Linked DNA regions of Mus musculus: regions 2 and 3 are each linked to region 1. A link is a contact called in public HiChIP or PLAC-seq data. All regions are on one chromosome and are shown on one strand. The core of a region is the stretch at or near the end of the contact, and the rest is flanking DNA. Distances in the headings are between cores, read along the strand shown.

Region 1 (3,068 bases), core at 159-2,658:
CTCAGAGAAGTTAAGTGACTTACCTTGGTCACACAACTTATGAGTTGCCCATGTCAGACTTTGGATCCATGTTGAATTTTACGGACATACCACATGACCTGTTCTCTTCCAGGCAGCCCTCTCTGATTTTCCACAAATCCTAAGCCAAGTTTTATTATTTGTGCTGTCTTTTGAAATTCGATTTCTCTGTCCCTGACATATTTTCCTGACTGTATTCTCAACATGCTCCAGCTCAGTATCCGAGTGTTGTACGTATTCAAAATCTGCACCAAACAAGCGTATCATAAGAAGCAACTTTAGCTGTGAACTTGGACACTGGAGAAAGTTACACTTTAGCCGATTGGATGTTGTTGGGCTGGGGGGCCAGCACTGCTCATTAGACTTCAAGGTGATTTATCTTTCTGCTTTTTTTTTTCTTGCCTACTAATGGAAAATTCTCTCCAAAGTCACATTAATTAGCACTCAGAGGCTGTTGTAGCAAAATCTTCCCAAAATAGCCCCAAGTACATCTGCAGGAGGGGAGAAGGGCTGAGCCTCTGATGAGGTATGTGGATTTGACAGGCAGAGAAAGCTTGAAATAGGCAGACTGGCAGCCTCCAACTGCCCTAGAACATGGGTGGGAAATGGCAGCTCCAGGATGGAGAAGATTTTGTGTTTACCTGAAGACCACAAGGAACAGGCACACGGAAGCCGTTGTTCCTTTGTCCAGAGCAGGAAAGGCATGATTGACGCCACCTATCACCAGATGCAACAGTTAAGAAAACCTCTTCCTGGTAAGAGTGGGCCCTCAGCAAACATGGAGCATGGGACGGAGTGGAGGGACTACAAGAGAGTGTGCACGTCTCTTTCTTTGTTCATTTTACGTCGCTGTGGAGACCTGATGTTCAGGAACCCTCCAACCCCAGAAGCGGGTGGCTGTTTGTTTATCCTTGTGGTTGAAGACTGTTGTGTACAGAATACCCATCAGGAGACTGAAGTTGAGTGGAAGCGATGGGGTCCGTGGGCAAAGCACTTGCAGAGCGCCGGGGAGAAGTCGACATTGGATTCCTAGCATACAGGAAGAACTGCCTGCAGTGCCAAGGTGGAAGCACGAGAGTCAGAATCATAGGGAAGTCTGCCTCAAACAAGGTGGAAGATCAGGATGGCACTGGAGATTGTCCTCTGACACTTACACCCCCCTTACACACACACTAAAATTAAAAAAAAAACACATTGTTGAATGGCACGCAGTAATGGAACACTCCTCCTGCCTTGCTCACCCCCACTAGGTTTGTAGTGAGAGTGAGAAACAAGTTTTCATTATCTTACAACATAAAGATTTGGGATTGCTGTTCATAGCATCTTGACATGGCCAGTGCTGACTCATGCGTTGAAATTCCCCCATCACCCCATGGCCAGTGCTGACTCATGCTTTGAAATTCCCCCATTCCCCCATCCTCTTCACTGCTTGGAAAATGTCTGTGGCTGTTTGTTCATCCTGCTCCTCTTTTCAATTTAAAATATCCACAGTGGAGACACAGTCCAGACTTTTTATAGAATGCATCTCTTTCTGATGCTCCACCATCTTGTTAGTATCTTCTGCGTATTTGCTTACTCTCTGTTTCTCGCTTGTGAGTATAATTTCTGTGTGGGCAGAGGCCTTGCTGTGGACACTACTGTATACCTTGTGCTTAGTATCAGCATGACAAAATGATTCAGGGGTAAATGAGCTTAGAGATACAGCAGACAGGTGGAGTGAGTCTATCTACCTCATCTTCCTGGTAGGCACTATTCAGACCCTCCATCCAGTCCCCAAGCCAACAGTTACATGTTAGGGAGGATTTTCAAGGCCTCTCAATAGCAATCCTGCAGAGGATCAGGGAGCATGAGACCAGGGCTGGCAAGAGCCTCTGAGGCAAGAACAGGATTTGGGGGTGCTTAATTTAGCTTCAGGCTTCACACTTGTGTGGGCTTGGACCAGTTACCTCACCTCCCAAGGCTCCATATTCTCATCCGCGAATGCGTTCACCACTACTTCTACCCCAAGGGTTCTTTGTGTATTTTCTATGTCATAATGACATAATTCACATATAATGTTTAGTATAAGACTGCTGGGGTTCAGGCACTGGGCATGACACCCAGTTCCTCCTGCTTGCTAGGCAAAGGCTGTACTACGAAGGGACAGCCGCGGCCTTGTTATTAGGAATTGATCCACTCTTCTGAAGGAATCCCAAGAAGTAGAGATCTCAGTCACAAGTGCAAAACTCCAGAACCAACCTCTGGGAAAATGGAGGCTTTGTGAACTTTCTCCCCGTGTCTCCTGCCTGTCAGGTCCATGTGAGCTGCTTTTTGGGAAAGGATTTAGCACCAAGTGGAGAAGGGGCAGTCCTCAAATGAGACTCCATAGGAACCTGCTTCAGTTCACACATCCCTTTTTGATGCAGTCTGTTGGCTTTGGCATTCATTGGAACTCCTGGGGTCTTTATCCCAGGCAAACCATCATGGCTAAAGCAGAAATACCAGTGTTCTGTAATGGGATGGTTCTAGACCAGGGACAATTTTTCCGCCAGGGGCCACTGGGCAATATCTAGGATATTTTCGGTTGGCACAACTGGGGGTTAGGAATGATATTCATATCTAGAAGGCAGGGTACAGTAATGCTTTATGTACTTCAGAGTGGCTCGTAGCCCCACTACACGGAGTAATCTGGCCCCGAATGCCAACAGTAACAATTTTTGAGGAAAAATTGGCTAAAGAAAATTCTAAGATTTTCCCAGAAGGGGAATTGGTTTGGAGGTCTGGTGGCAGGCATGGTACTCTCTTCCACATGAGATCACAGACTGAGAATATCAGCTATTCTATGAGGCCAAGGGCTTTCAGAAGCACTGTGTTTATATGGGTTGTTGGCATGTGCTCTTCTGTGTGAATGTAGGTGCACACATGCCATGAATATGGAAGCCAGAAGACAGCCTAAAGGCTTGCTTCTTGTAATTTTGAGACAGTACTTTTGTTGTTCTAATGCTATTTCTTTAGCTGGCCTGGGAACTTCTGGGAATCCCCCTCCCCCCAGCTCTCTTTAAGAGGTATGG
Region 2 (3,526 bases), core at 71-2,570, 300 kb after region 1:
AATCTACACAGAGACATGCCTCAGGCTGGGTGGACACAGCAGCTGCTCTGAAGAGTGGCCTGGGTGTGTGTCATCCTCTTTTCTCTGCTAACATTACAAGTATATTATGTGTAATCTAATATTTGCCAAGCATCGAAAACTGCTTTTGATTGAATGAATTTACTGAAAAGCTTCATGGATGTAAACAGTCATTGGTGAGAAAAGATTGATTCCTATAATAGGATCCAGCTGTAACTTGCCTTGAGCATGGTCCAAATTCTTTAGGGGAACCTTTGGCTTTTTTTTTCCCCTGCCAGTGTAGTTGAAAATGATATGCTATAGGTCTATTTTTTTTTTTTTTGGTGGGGAAAACTTGTTTAAACACATTCAGAATGCCGCTCCTGTTTTTATTGAAGCTAATCCTCCTGTTTTCCCTTGTTAAGAAAGCTTAAATATAAACACAATCAAATTTGTTCTGTGTGAGCTGGTAAAGCCCACTGCCTGACGATAATAGAAAGTGGACTAAAATAGCTTTCCCTAAACTTATACCAGAGAGGTAGTGCTATTTATTTGTAAGGCAGAATAATGGCACTGCAGACATCAAAGGATTCTGTGCACAATTAAAATTAATAACATTAATTGCAGATGCCTACATTCCATGTTCCCAGGACAGAGACCTAGTGGTACCTACTCCACAGATGGTCTCCTTTCCAGTGAATGGAATAAATAGGGCTTCCTGGGGGCCAATATTGATTGCTTATTATTATGAAAATTTTGCAGCCACATTGAATAACATCCCATTCTTCCCATTCTGGGAGGATCAACTGGTTGGAAGCAAAACTATCTACTTTATTGAAGGTAAAACCAAATTAGTGGGCATTGACACTTCATGCACTAGAAATGGGCTTCTCCATCCTTTTCCCTAAGTTAGAGGGAACTAAACTGGTCTCCACAGTCATCCATAGCTCTAGCCAACTAGAAAAGCCCTCACACAAGTCTTTGCAACTCACAGTGTTGCTTAGGCATCTCAGAATACAGAATGCAGAATGCAGAAACACCTCCCTCAAAGAGGATCAAGTGCTTTAGAGTTAAGGTCCCAGCCTGCCAATCCAGTGAGCTGTACCCACTGAGGCTGGGCAGAGCTAGACTGTCCCCAGAGCTTTCTCTTCTGGAAAACAGAAAGGAAACTGATGGTCTTCTATGGAAATACACAGCCACAGAATTAAGTATCAGAGGAGAGGAATGTGATTTCAAAATCATATCTTACTATCGTATTATTGTGCCTTACTAGAGTTAGAATTTGAAAATTTATTCTTGGTGTAGTAATCAGAGGAAAAACTGAGGGTAAATACCTAACACTGGTATTCATCACACAGCTTAGCGCCAGGTCTCAAGTGTGCCTTCTATGCAAACTGTCATTGTCCAAGTAATTGCTGGCTCATACTTTATATGTCTGCATTTTTGGTCTCTTCACAATCATCTGATGTGCCTTCTTAGTAAATGGTTGCTAGGGAGACTCATTCTCTACTTGGGCAACTATTTAAATTGGGAGACTTCTTGAATGACCTTAATTGGTTAGAGAGAGAAATCCCTGTTGTAATGTGCCTCCTCTTCTGTGTTAGCTTCAGAATCACCCGGATGTGTGGCAAACATTAAACAAACCATCACTTTGATTTGGTGATCCGCACTCACATCAAAGGTACCATCATCAAACACTTACCAGAGGGAGGTGATGAAACCCATTGTGCCTCTGCAGTGCACAAGGTGGACAGTGGGTAGGGTGTCCTGGGGTGTCTGCACAAGGCTCCTTAGAGAGATAAAGGAGGAAAACTCTGGGTGCTGCCGCATGGCAGTTGATAATCAGTGGAGGTCTTGGGTTCAGATCAGTTTTCTCAGCTCAAAACCGAAACTACTAGAATTGGGAAACATGGAAAAACCAGTTTTTATGATTGATGGTTTTGATTTATTTTATTTTGAGGCAGGGTATCATGGCCCTGGAATGGCTTCTCTCTTGTTAAGTAGTTGAGAATGACCTGTGACCTCTGATTCTTTTGCCTCTGCTCTCATGGGCTGCTGATCACCACTACATTGGGTATATGCAATGCTGGGTGTTGAACCCAGGAATTCTTGCATCCTAGGCAAACACTGCCAAGTGAGTTACATCCCCAGTCCCTGAAAAGTACTTTTTAAAAAAATGCAAATGAATACTATAAAACCCTAGACCACTGTATTTTGTAATGTGTTTTAAGGCTATGGGAGAGTCCAGCTGACTTTCCCTTTCTATCAAATCAGGAAACAGATGCAAAAAATTGTTTAGTGATTGAATCAAACTTATGTATGTAGTCCTCTCTGCCTCTCAAACTCTGGAAAATTATGGAGAACATGCAAGATTAAAAGAGGAGTGAGTGTGCTGGCTGGTTTTGTGTGTCAATCTAACACAAGCTGGAATTATCACAGAGAAAGGAGCCTCCCTTGAGGAAATGCCTCCATGAGATCCAGCTGTAAAACATTTTCTCAATTAGTGATCAAGGAGGAAGGGCCCAGGCCATTGTAGGTGGTGCCATCCCTGGGCAGTAGTCCTGGTTCTGTAAGAAAGCAAGCTGAGCAAGCCAGGGGAAGCAATCCAGCAAGCAGCACTCCTCCATAGCCTCTGTATCAGCTCCCACCTCCAAGTTCCTGCCCTATGTGAGTTCCTGTCCTGACTTCCTTTGGTGATGAACAGCAATATGAAAGTGTAAGCTGAATAAACCCTTTCCTCCCTGACTTGCTTCTTGGTCATGATGTAACCATATATACAAACCCTGACTAAGACAAGGAGGTTAGTGGGGATGCCACTTAGTGGCCTGCCCTTTGCACATTGGCCACCTGGAGGAGGGACCATGTTCTGTAATCAGCTGAAGACACAGTTCCTCCCATGCCACTTCTGCATCATGAAGTCAACCAACATTGGATTGAAAATTTTCTTTATCTGTACTGCACGTCTAGATGTTCTTTTTTTCCCTCTCATCATTATTCCCTTCATAATGTAGGACAGCAACCATATATACAACAGTTGCAGCTGACATGGCAAGGATCTGAGGTGATTTGAATGGGCAATGTCTGCAGACTGTGTATGCAAATTGCTATAGTGTTGGATATCAGGGACATAAGCATTGCATATTTTGGGACACAAGGGAAATATGGCATTGATTTCCTAGAGACATTAAGGGATAACTATAGTATGTTACAGAACAAAATTAGATGGACGGGACAATTTCCCTGTGTCTGATAGATTCCTTCTTAATATATTTGAGACTAGAATCACTATTTTCCTGTTCAATGTTCAGTGGGCAAGCCATGATTTCTATCTGGGAAAACCAGGCAAGAGCCAATCCCTACAGGCTTTTGTTTTGTTTTGTTTTGTTTCTGTTTTTGTTTCCTTTCTACTTGATTGAACAGAGAACAAAAATCACACCCTCCATAGTTAACAGTCTGCGTTGTTTGGCAGGGCCTGGGTTAAGGAGAAATGACAGGGTTATGTTTTGGCATTAACTCTCAAGTGAGACTA
Region 3 (3,126 bases), core at 66-2,565, 350 kb after region 1:
ATTCTTCAGTAAACAATAGCTCCACTATACTGTAAATTCAAAGGGAAAATGTCAGTGGGCTCAAGACTGAAGATGTCTGTGCAGACTTCCAAAACTTTTGTTCTTTTAACAACTTTCTACCCTATCAAGAAGTACTGACCCTGAAAACTGGTGGAGCAAAAATAAGGCCAACTGTTTCCAATGCTGAAATAAAGAGTTCTAAACCTAGTAACTTATCTTTTGACACCCTTTACTAGTAATTTATTTTTTTAACAGTGCTCAACAAACATAGACCTAATGGTACGCATATATTTAATTTTCTGGTTTTCTAGTTCATGCTCTAGGCCTCTTATAAAAAGTATTAAAACCCAGTGCAAAATATTCCACTAAGAGCTCTTAACCTCACACAGAAATGAGAAAAAAAAATGGTTTACTAATCACTCCATTAAAAAAAAAATCAGAGTAAAGGCTATTTCCCTTCAAAGTCATGCAAAGAGAAGTGCTTAATACTGGATCCTATTTCAATCCCAAAGACCAATGCCTCAAATATACTATGTTCAAGAACAGTAAATCCATATATCTTTAAGTACCCAAAATTCAAAATAAATTATATAACTTACTCTGTTTTCCTTCTTTGTTTGTCCTCAAAGATGTCATTGAGATTGATTGCCACCTGCCCTAAAAACTTATCCAGTCCCACCAGGGACCTGTGCATCACTATAAGAAAAAGAATGTATTTCTCCGGACTACCCTGCATGAGCAACCCAGGCAGCTCAAAGGAGGCCTCCTCCTTCCAGACCGGCTCCAGGGTTTTCTCTGCTACAGATGTAGAATACTTCTCTTTGCCCAACTGAATTATGGTGTATGTGTCATTGGTACCACTTTTGCCTTTTGGCTTCAGATCTTTAGCTTGGAGCACTGTGACCTGCACGTGGGTTGGAAACCACTTTTGGGCTTGCTCAGACAGCATCATTCTGGGTTTTTTGTTTTGTTTTGTTTTTCGGTTTTGTTTTTTGTTGTTGTTGTTTTGTTTTCTCTGCGCAGAGTTCAGAAGCGCAGGCAGAGCCCCTCCCGCGGGGAGAGCCCCGTACCCTGATCACTGCATCCTTAAGAGCACTTCAGTGAGCTGGGCAGTCAGGGCTGCCGCGAGGTCCCTAAGGGCTGCTGTCAGGAGGACCGGTAGGGAGGCCGCCGCCGCTGCTGGGGTCCCTTTCTTCCGTAGAAGCACAGGGGCCCACATCACCTCCGCGCCTTCCGGGCCTCCGCGCGCAGCCCCGCGCCCCGCTTCGCCGCTATCCTGAAACCTGCGCCCCTAGGGCCCGGCCTCCGCCCCGCGCGGCCCGGCTCCTCCTCCGACCCGGCTGATACGAACCGTCGACGGCCGTGGGGCCTGGCTCCCTCCGCCCGCCCGCGCGGCCTCGCCTCGGCTCCTCCCCCCCAAGAGTGGCGCAGGCCTGGGCGAGCGGGGCGGAAGCGGCCGACCTGGACCGGTGTCGGAGGGACGCGGAGCGCGGGTGGCAAACCGAGGCCGGGCGGTGTCACCGGGTGAGGCCTGGCCAGCAACCCGCGGCTCCTAGCGCCCGGCGCGCGGCGGCCGCGCCACTTCCGGGTTGGCCGTCTCCATGTTGAGTGGGGCTGCGCGAGGGGCGGGGCCGGGCGGGGTTGGGGGTCAGCGCCTCCCTGGTTGCCTTGACGACGGGGCGCGCGGTGCGGGACGCGGAGGCTGGGATGCGCGCGCTGGACGGTGGGTGCTGAGGTTCCAACCTGTCGGTTGCAGCGGGCTGGGGAACTGTGAGCCCGCAGAGGCCGACAAGGGGTTCTGGGAGGCGGCACTGGGCCCTATACACCGCCCGCTATTGGGAGAGAACCGGTTTCCATCTTGGAAGGCAGAAATCTGTTCCAGCTGTGTGTTCAGTCCTAGCTGGGCGCTGGTGTCCTTTAATGGTGGTAGTTCTTCTTGAGTGACAGTTCAGACTTCGTCCAACCGTTCTCCATCGTCTTGAAGAGGAAACCTTCAACTGACTAAAGGGACCTCCTCCTGAGCACAGACCAAAAGCAAAGGATGCAGATAGATTCCAAAGCTTAATAAAGATTCTCTTGCTTAATAAAGATTCCCTTGCTTAATAAAGATCATAGACGCTTTGGGATGGCGTCAGAAGACCAGGCCCCCATGCCTGCCACCATAATTCTACGGAACTATTTAGTCTTTTTTCCCCCTTTCTAAGTTGTGTGTATGGCGTCCAAGTCAAAAGCATTCCCTGAGCGCTCACTGTCAAGTCCTCCAGGAATCCAAACCCCAACTTCATGGCCAGAGAGGACAGGAGTACTGTCTCTGCTTTTCAGTCTCAGGAGATGCATACTACCTCTGTTGACTTTATTTCTGTCCATGTCTGCCTAGGAAAATTCTGAAGCTCTTTGGACTGCACTTCCTGGCAGCACATCCAACCTGCGGCCAACAATAGCTATGAATGAGGCCAAACCCAACCTTAAATGCTATGAGAGTATTTAACTGCATTGTGCTTTTCTTCAGGGAGAACTTTGCAGACAGACAACAGCTCTCCAAGCAATGTCAAAAGATTAGACATCCCTGAAGGACTTTAGAGAACTAAGCATTAAACAGACATGCTAACCAATCTGTTGACTGACTAAATGCTTTTCTCCCTTTATGGGACTAATTTTGAGAATAAATATGATAGATAGGAATGTGCTTTATCCAACTTAAAATGGTCATAAACTGTAAGGTATTGGGTTTATTATTATCGGGCAAGTTTTAGAACTTCTGTTATACAAGCTGAGTTTCCATCCCGGGGAGAGCTGAGTTTCCATCCCGGGGAGACAGTGTTTGAAAAGGCCATGTGTGCAAAGCAGAACAAAATCATCTCACTGTGCACATAGCATCTGGATCCCAGAGCGGGCAGTTGTCAACTCTAAAGAAAAAATATTTTCAGGGATTTGTAAAGAGTACATTGGAGCAGTCAGTGGTGGAATTTCACCAGCATCTCTAGAGAGAAATAATATGACACCTGAAACTTGTAGAGAAACAAAATAAGTGTTTTGACATCCAATTTAAGCCTAGTTTTATAAACTGCATTTCAAAGGTTTCACATTTCTATTAGAGGTTGTAATTAAACAATAGGCAATTATAAT

What was found. HiChIP or PLAC-seq counts read pairs in DNA pulled down with a chosen protein or histone mark.
Region 2: a contact with region 1 is called in an H3K27ac HiChIP or PLAC-seq map of embryonic fibroblasts, with 6 read pairs. The contact joins two enhancer-like sites. A contact is called at or near these places in 1 of 15 datasets of contacts at CTCF or cohesin (the NIH/3T3 cell line), 2 of 484 Hi-C or Micro-C datasets (adipose-derived mesenchymal stem cells and muscle stem cells) and 3 of 115 datasets of contacts at active chromatin or transcription factors (the NIH/3T3 cell line, embryonic fibroblasts and embryonic limb bud).
Region 3: an H3K27ac HiChIP or PLAC-seq map of the NIH/3T3 cell line shows a contact between it and region 1, with 4 times the contacts expected there. The contact joins the promoter of Rab11fip2 here to the enhancer-like site in region 1. A contact is called at or near these places in 4 of 39 promoter capture datasets (the 3T3-L1 cell line, the SN4741 cell line, cranial neural crest and 1 more), 5 of 484 Hi-C or Micro-C datasets (adipose-derived mesenchymal stem cells, embryonic fibroblasts, embryonic stem cells and 2 more) and 2 of 115 datasets of contacts at active chromatin or transcription factors (the NIH/3T3 cell line and embryonic stem cells).

What each region holds. Positions count from the first base shown.
Region 1 is chr19:59,588,828-59,591,895 of GRCm38.p6, forward strand. No RefSeq gene overlaps it. Among named protein-coding and RNA genes, the nearest start is that of Gm19956, 64 kb to the right of the region's middle. Within about 2 kb of position 1,409, at least 19 of the 459 cell types and tissues checked have an H3K27ac peak or open chromatin away from gene starts, as enhancers often do. A contact at or near this core is called in the NIH/3T3 cell line and embryonic fibroblasts, where this site is marked.
Region 2 is chr19:59,887,806-59,891,331 of GRCm38.p6, forward strand. It overlaps Gm46660 (a long non-coding RNA gene), which reads right to left. Exons shown (of 2, transcript XR_001782703.2): 1 at 1,700-3,526. Among named protein-coding and RNA genes, the nearest start is that of Gm46660, 3.7 kb to the right of the region's middle. Within about 2 kb of position 1,321, at least 15 of the 459 cell types and tissues checked have an H3K27ac peak or open chromatin away from gene starts, as enhancers often do. A contact at or near this core is called in the NIH/3T3 cell line and embryonic fibroblasts, where this site is marked.
Region 3 is chr19:59,942,049-59,945,174 of GRCm38.p6, forward strand. Rab11fip2 (RAB11 family interacting protein 2 (class I)) reads right to left here and starts at 1,316. Exons shown (of 6, transcript NM_001033172.3): 1 at 600-1,316. The coding sequence starts at 952.